Regions from separate parts of the Sus scrofa genome. Here region 1 is linked to region 2. A link is a contact called in public Hi-C data. All regions are on one chromosome and are shown on one strand. Each heading gives the region's core, a stretch centred on a gene start, on an enhancer-like site or on the middle of the called end of the contact. The rest is flanking DNA. Distances are from core to core; before and after follow the strand shown.

The links. Hi-C and Micro-C count contacts between places; a contact is called where the count stands out from the background.
Region 1: a Hi-C map of liver shows a contact between it and region 2, with 1.9 times the contacts expected there. The contact joins the enhancer-like site here to the promoter of GADD45G in region 2. A contact is called at or near these places in 1 of 5 promoter capture datasets (liver), 4 of 47 Hi-C or Micro-C datasets (heart right ventricle, liver and skeletal muscle) and 1 of 2 datasets of contacts at active chromatin or transcription factors (skeletal muscle).

The regions. Positions count from the first base shown.
Region 1 is chr14:1,213,114-1,216,122 of Sscrofa11.1, reverse strand. No RefSeq gene overlaps it. Among named protein-coding and RNA genes, the nearest start is that of GADD45G, 49 kb to the right of the region's middle. Within about 2 kb of position 1,757, at least 14 of the 83 cell types and tissues checked have an H3K27ac peak or open chromatin away from gene starts, as enhancers often do. A contact at or near this core is called in liver, where this site is marked.
Region 2 is chr14:1,164,554-1,167,583 of Sscrofa11.1, reverse strand. It overlaps GADD45G (growth arrest and DNA damage inducible gamma), which reads right to left and starts at 1,584. Exons shown (of 4, transcript NM_001185129.1): 1 at 1,439-1,584; 2 at 1,076-1,177; 3 at 732-945; 4 at 46-652. The coding sequence starts at 1,491. The coding sequence ends at 542.

The DNA of each region.
Region 1 (3,009 bases), core at 508-3,007, 48 kb before region 2:
GACTGTTCACGTATAGGGCCAGCGCTCACTGTGCAGCATCCAGGGATGTGTGGCCTTGAGAATGCACAAGGAGATTAATCGCCTGCTGCAGTGACAAGTCAGGTGTACAGATGCACGTCTCACCCACATGCTCACAAGACTCCGGTCAGGCCAATATGCCTGGGCAAAGAAACGTTGTATGCAAAGAAAGAAATTGAACTAATGTTAGTTGAATTGCAGCAAATACCTATAGTGGCTTTAATAGATCCTAGGTGCTGCTTCCGGTTTGCCATGGAGAACCATGTTCCACTCCAGCAAGACGCAGTCTCTATTGTTGTATCCTGCCAGGGTGACCAAAATCTCACCGGCCTCAGCCTTGGACCTGAGAGGGTGAGATTATTTCTAACAAGCAGAAACACCCCAAAGGTGATAAAGCAGATTCAAAGGAAGCAAAGGGTGACAGTCAACACCCTTAGAGAGGTTCTAAGGAACAGACAAGCCAGCCCTGACTCAGCACTGATTTACCAACTGGAGATCCAGACAAGCCACTTGGCCTCTCTGAGCCTCAGCGTCTTCATCTGGAAAACAGGCTAAAGGACCAGCATGGAAACAGCAGCAGTGCAGCATCCAGGGATGCTGTGCTGTGCTCCAAGCATGGGCTTTGCCTGCAGAGGGACCAATGAGCTCCTTGCAGCCACGCTGGCCAGAGCCCTTAACGCCCATCTCATCCTCAATCCCCAGGAGAGAACCCCCAAAAGCAGGCTTCCCAAGCTGGGTATGTGTCCCCACCTCTCCTGCAGGGCTTGCTTGAATGCAGCACAGCCATCCTGCACTCAACTCCTCTGGGCTCCACCTCCTCACCTGTGAAACCAGAGAGGGAACCAGGGGCCCTTACAGTGCCCAGCCCAGTGCTGTGACTGTCGTGGTGGACTCAGGCCAGGGTTTACAGTAGAACCATGAATACTCGGCTCCCAGAACATCTCCTAACCATCCTTGCAGATGGTTTAGAATGACGACCTGGAAAGGCAGCCCCCAGCAACTGCTGAAAAGGAGTCTCTCTTTTTTTTTTTTTTTTTTTCTTTTTGGGGCCACACCCACGGCATATGGAGGTTCCCAGGCTAAGGGTCGAATCGGAGCTGCAGCTGTCAGACTACATCATAGCCACACCAGATCCTTACCCCACTGAGCGAGGCCAGGGATCGAACCCGCATCCTCATGGATCTTAGTCAGGTTCATTAACCGCCGAGCCACAAAGGGAACTGCGAGAAGGATTCTGAGGTTGCATGCAGACACCACCGTGATTGCTTAGTGGCATCTGCTGAGGAGGCGGGAGGAAGTGGTGACAGCTGTGTGTTGGCACTTTGCCATCCAGGTTTTCAGAAAGTCTGGGGTGAAGCAAGGCTTACAGATGGACTGACAGACAGAGATGTTACAGAAAACTTCCCACTGAGGGAAGCAGTGCCTGTACCAAGGTGCTGGCCAGTGTCTAAGCCTAAAACACAGCTGGTCCTTGCAGTTAGACTGTGCTGAGTGGACAGAGGACCACGGTGACCCTGCCTGCACCAGACCTGCGCCTCTGACCAGCCCAGGGCATGTGCTTCAGCCAAGCAGCCAGCCCTCCATTCACTCCCACCCCCCACCCCCCGCCCCGCCGCCCCAGAGGATGGGGAAATCAAAACCGGATGCTAAAGCAGCCAGAGCTGCTGCATCATGTCCATCCAGGGCCTAGGGAGAGCATCCAAGTGGTACATGTGTGTCAGACCCAACCCAGAGACAGGAGCCCTGAGACGTGGAGCCACTGATGCTTCCCTCAAAAGGGTTCTGGGCAGCCTGATCATGGCATAGCCACTCCGGGAGATGACATGTTTTCCAGGCATTTTTCAGGATTTGGAAGAACAAAATGTATTCTTTTAAAAATAAGCCACACGCAGGCCAGGCAGGGCAGCCAGCCACAGAGCTTCCTGGTTGAATCCCTTCAGCTGAACTGATAAGGGCTGTGCCGGGTCAGCCTGACCTCCCTCCAGCCACAGCCTGACTCTGAGTAGGCAGGCTGGCCACTGGCTAGAGTCCCTGGCTGACAGCACTGCCTCACGCCACTTGCCTCTCCTGCTGCCAGATTCTTACCTGTCCAGTTCCCGGCAAAGTACCTGTCCTCCTCACCCCCCAGGGCTGGTTTGAGCCACAGCTGTGCTCACACCATAGCCCTGCCCATGGGGGTTCCAACCTCATAAACAAGAGACAGAAGACAGGTATCATAGAGGAAGAGGACCTGGTGGGGTGCACAGGCTCTGACTGGGACATAGAGGAGGACTCGGTGCTCAGGGGGCTCAGGGAATGGAGCAAGGGAGAAGGGTAGGCCTGGGGTTCTGGAAAGCCTGGGCTTTGTCAGACAGACAGAGGAAGGAGGTTCAAGGCAGAAGGAATGGCCCTGCAAGTGCCCAGAGGTGTGAGAGCGCAGACTGAGAAAGGGCAGGGACCTCTGGGAGCCTGGGAGGAGGGGGAGGGACAAAAACTAGCAAGATCAGGATCCACAGGACTTGCAGTGACAGCATGAAGAAGCAGCAGAAGTGACCCTGGGGTCTCTCGGGGCTACAGAAGAGACAGGTGTTGGGAAGGGAAGGGAGGCAGCAGGCCAGAGGAGGAAGGAGGGAGGGGGACCCCAGTGATCCAGGGGGAGGGTGTTCTGAACCAGGTGGAGAGGGGGTGTGCTGGGCTGGGCCAAAGAGCCAGGAGAGGACTCTGGGAAGGAACAGCCAGGGAAGAAAGAGGGAACCTATCCCATTGCTGGAGCCAGGAGGTCGTGAGGAAGGATTGGGGACACAGCCAGACGTCCAGTGGCAGAAGCAAGATGAGACTGAAAAGCATCTTGGGTGGGAAGCCATGTGCCCTCACCATCAGTGGGTTAAGCTGAACACACATACCATCAGCTGAAACCCAAGTTCCTCACAGAACACAGAAAAATAAATGCCAGTTGGGTTAAGCATATAAAATTGCCTTTTAAAATCTGCATTTAATAGAAAATATGGGAGG
Region 2 (3,030 bases), core at 335-2,834:
TTCCCCTCAGACAAAGATCCCCTGCCCTCAATAAAGAGAGTTAAGTTTTTTTCAGTAAGTTTATTGTAAGACTCAACGCTGCAGCAGCATAATCCTTTAGAAAACGAAGCATCGCCCGGATCCGTTTTGAAACAGCAGTGCCTACTGCTAAGTCCGTCAGAGCTTCTGTTACTGTACAAGTCCAGGCCTCCTGGCCTTGCCTTTCCCCTCCTTTCTGCCGGGAGCACAGGCTGCTGAGTCACGCCTGCCCGGCCAGTCTGTCCTTCCCGGCCGCGCGGCCAACGTCCCGCCTCCGGCCTTCCTGGGCGAGCAACCGCTCCCCACACTTGTAGAGTCCTGGGCTGGGGCCAGCCTGCCCCTGTCGCCGCCGGGCCCCTCCTCGGGAGGGAGCCGCACCTCCTCGCCGCTCTCCACGCGCCGGCGCCTGCCAGTCTCCACGCCGCACTCGGGCGCCCTCCTAGGGCGCATCCACAGAGCCAGCCCCGCGCTAGGCGCCCCGGGGCGTTACCACGTCGATCAGACCAAGACCCCCGCCGGGCTGTCACTCGGGGAGGGTGATATTGGGCACCCAGTCGTTGACGCTGCGACTCTCCTCGCAGAACAGGCTGAGCTTCTCCAAGGCGGGGTCCTTCCACGCGTCCTCATTGGGGTTCTGCGAAGAGAGTCCAGAGGTCAACCGGGCTGGCCGCTGGCAAGGGCAGGGATGACATCGGGATGGAGGCGACACTCACCGAAATGAGGATGCAATGCAGGTCTCCCGGCGTGCCCGCCTCGTCACCGGTGCCCACGATCGCCGCCAGCCGCTGTACATCGCCCACACGCACGATGTCGATGTCGTTCTCACAGCAGAACGCCTGGATCAAAGTGAAGTGAATTTGCAGCGCAATGTCGCCCTCGTCTTCCTCGTCAGCAGCCAGCACGCAAAAGGTCACGTTGTCGGGGTCCCTGCGCGAGCGAGAAGGAGGTGAAGAGGTCAGATCGGTGTGCCCCGGGTGCCCCGTGCCGCCTTCTCCCCGGTCTCCCTTGCCGCTCTGCCCGCCCCCGGCCGCCTCGCCCGGACCGCGTCTATACTCACACATTCAGGACTTTGGCGGACTCGTAGACGCCGGCGGTGAGGCAGCCCTGTCGCTGCGCCGACAGCAACAGCTCGTGCAGTGCTTTCCCGGCGCCCTGCATCCTGTGGAGGAGCCACCGCCATGAGCGTGGACAGGCCGGAGGGTGAGCCAGGACCCCCGAGCCCTGGGAGGCACCCCCGGCGCCCGACTCCGGCGCTCCAGCCCAGTGCCGCACCCCCAGCCCAGCGGAAACACTTGGGCCTGACTTCTACCCAGCGGACCCCCACCCCGGAAGGTTTCGAAGACTGCGCCCAACCAGCCGCGGCCAGGGCAGGACCAGGATCCCGGAGCCCTGAGACGTTCGGCGCTCAGCGCGGACTTACCTGGCCGTGCTTTCTGGAACCGTATCCTGGCCGCGAACTTCTTCCAGAGTCATGTTGCGATCCGCAAGCAGCAAGTTATCCACAAAAGCAGAGGGCGGAGCGGACGCGAGCGAAGAGAGATCAGCCCGCAGCTCTGCTCGGCGTGCCCACCGCCAGCGAGTGAGCCCGGGTCCCGCCGCGCGCCTTTATATAGGCTGGGTCTTCGGCGCCGCCAGCTGGCGCAAGCCTGCGCGCCCATTGGCCGGCGCCCGCTTTCTGATGCAAATGAGGCGGCGGCCGGCGGCTCGTGCCAGAAGGCCACGTGGGGAGGGGTGCGGGGGATGACAATGCCTCAAATCTGCTGCTTTTGTCGGGGTGTTACCAGGCAGCCTGGAGCCTGCAGATTTCATCTAGCCTTTTTGTTTTTAAGTCTTTAAAAGGGAAAAGTTTAAAAAAAAAAAAAAAGCCAAACCCTTGCTAGCTAATAGTACGCTGCAATTTGTGAAATGCACCGTTGGAGAATCTAATGAATTTATTTTTGCATTTATTTTTGTTGTTACCTTTCTATTTTTTCTTTACTCTTAATTTGGAGTTTATGAGACAGTAGCTTTTAAAGCGGAACTTAAAAACACACAGTCCTGGCTTTAAGCTTGCAAAAGGCCCGGGCGCAGCTCCCTCCACCTGACACTAGGGCCCGGAATGCGAGGTTCTCCCTGCAGAATCAAGGCTCCGACCCCGTCGCGCTGGAAAGTCCCACCCGAGCTCCCCGCCCTCTGCAGAGCGCTGCGGGGCGCCGGGGCTCCCGAGCAGATTGCGGCCGGCGCACGCGGCTCGTTTGCATTTCTATGGAGGACGCACAATAGCGGAGGTCTGGCGTGTGGCGGTTTGTGGGAGGGACAATCGAAGCTTTCTCTTCATAGCGACACTGTCCACCTGCCGCTGGGTGGGGTGGGTAGGGCCCTGCCGCTCGTGGGGGTCGCCGGGCTGCCTGGCGCGTGGGGGTCGGGGCCGCGTGCCGCTCCTGCCCTCCTCGGTGCGCGGCTCCCCACCCCCACCCCCGCACAGGCCCTGCTGCACCAGCGGCACGTTTGCATGTAATTCCGCCCCACCGGGTCCTTGCACACGTGCGGAACAGCGGTGGCAGTTGGAAGGAACACCTGGCTGCTGCACCATTTACACAGCCGGCTGCGCTCAGCCCGGACCCCTTGGCTCCAGGCCCCTAGAGCTTGGGGAACGCGGCTCGGAATATCTTTCCCGGAGCGCCATCTACAGGCCGGCAGGAAAGATCCTGACCACCTCCCTCCCCTACACTTGCATTGACCACTAGTGACTTGGCCTGCAGCCTCCTGGTCAAGGAGCTGCCCTGGTAGGGTCGGCTGAGCTCCCTCCAAGCTGCGTATTAACAGAAGTCAGAAGAAAGGCTGCAAAACCCACGCCGGAAGGAGTTGGGGACAAACGAAAAGACCCTTCGCTCACTCAACTTATCACTTTTGGTGTCTGCATCTCTCTGCTCTACGTTGAAACCAGTGCTGCGGTGCATTCCATTGCCCCTCTTTTCTAGATGAGGCCTTAGAGACTGGACAGGACTGTTTGCGGGCCGGGGTGAATTCGCT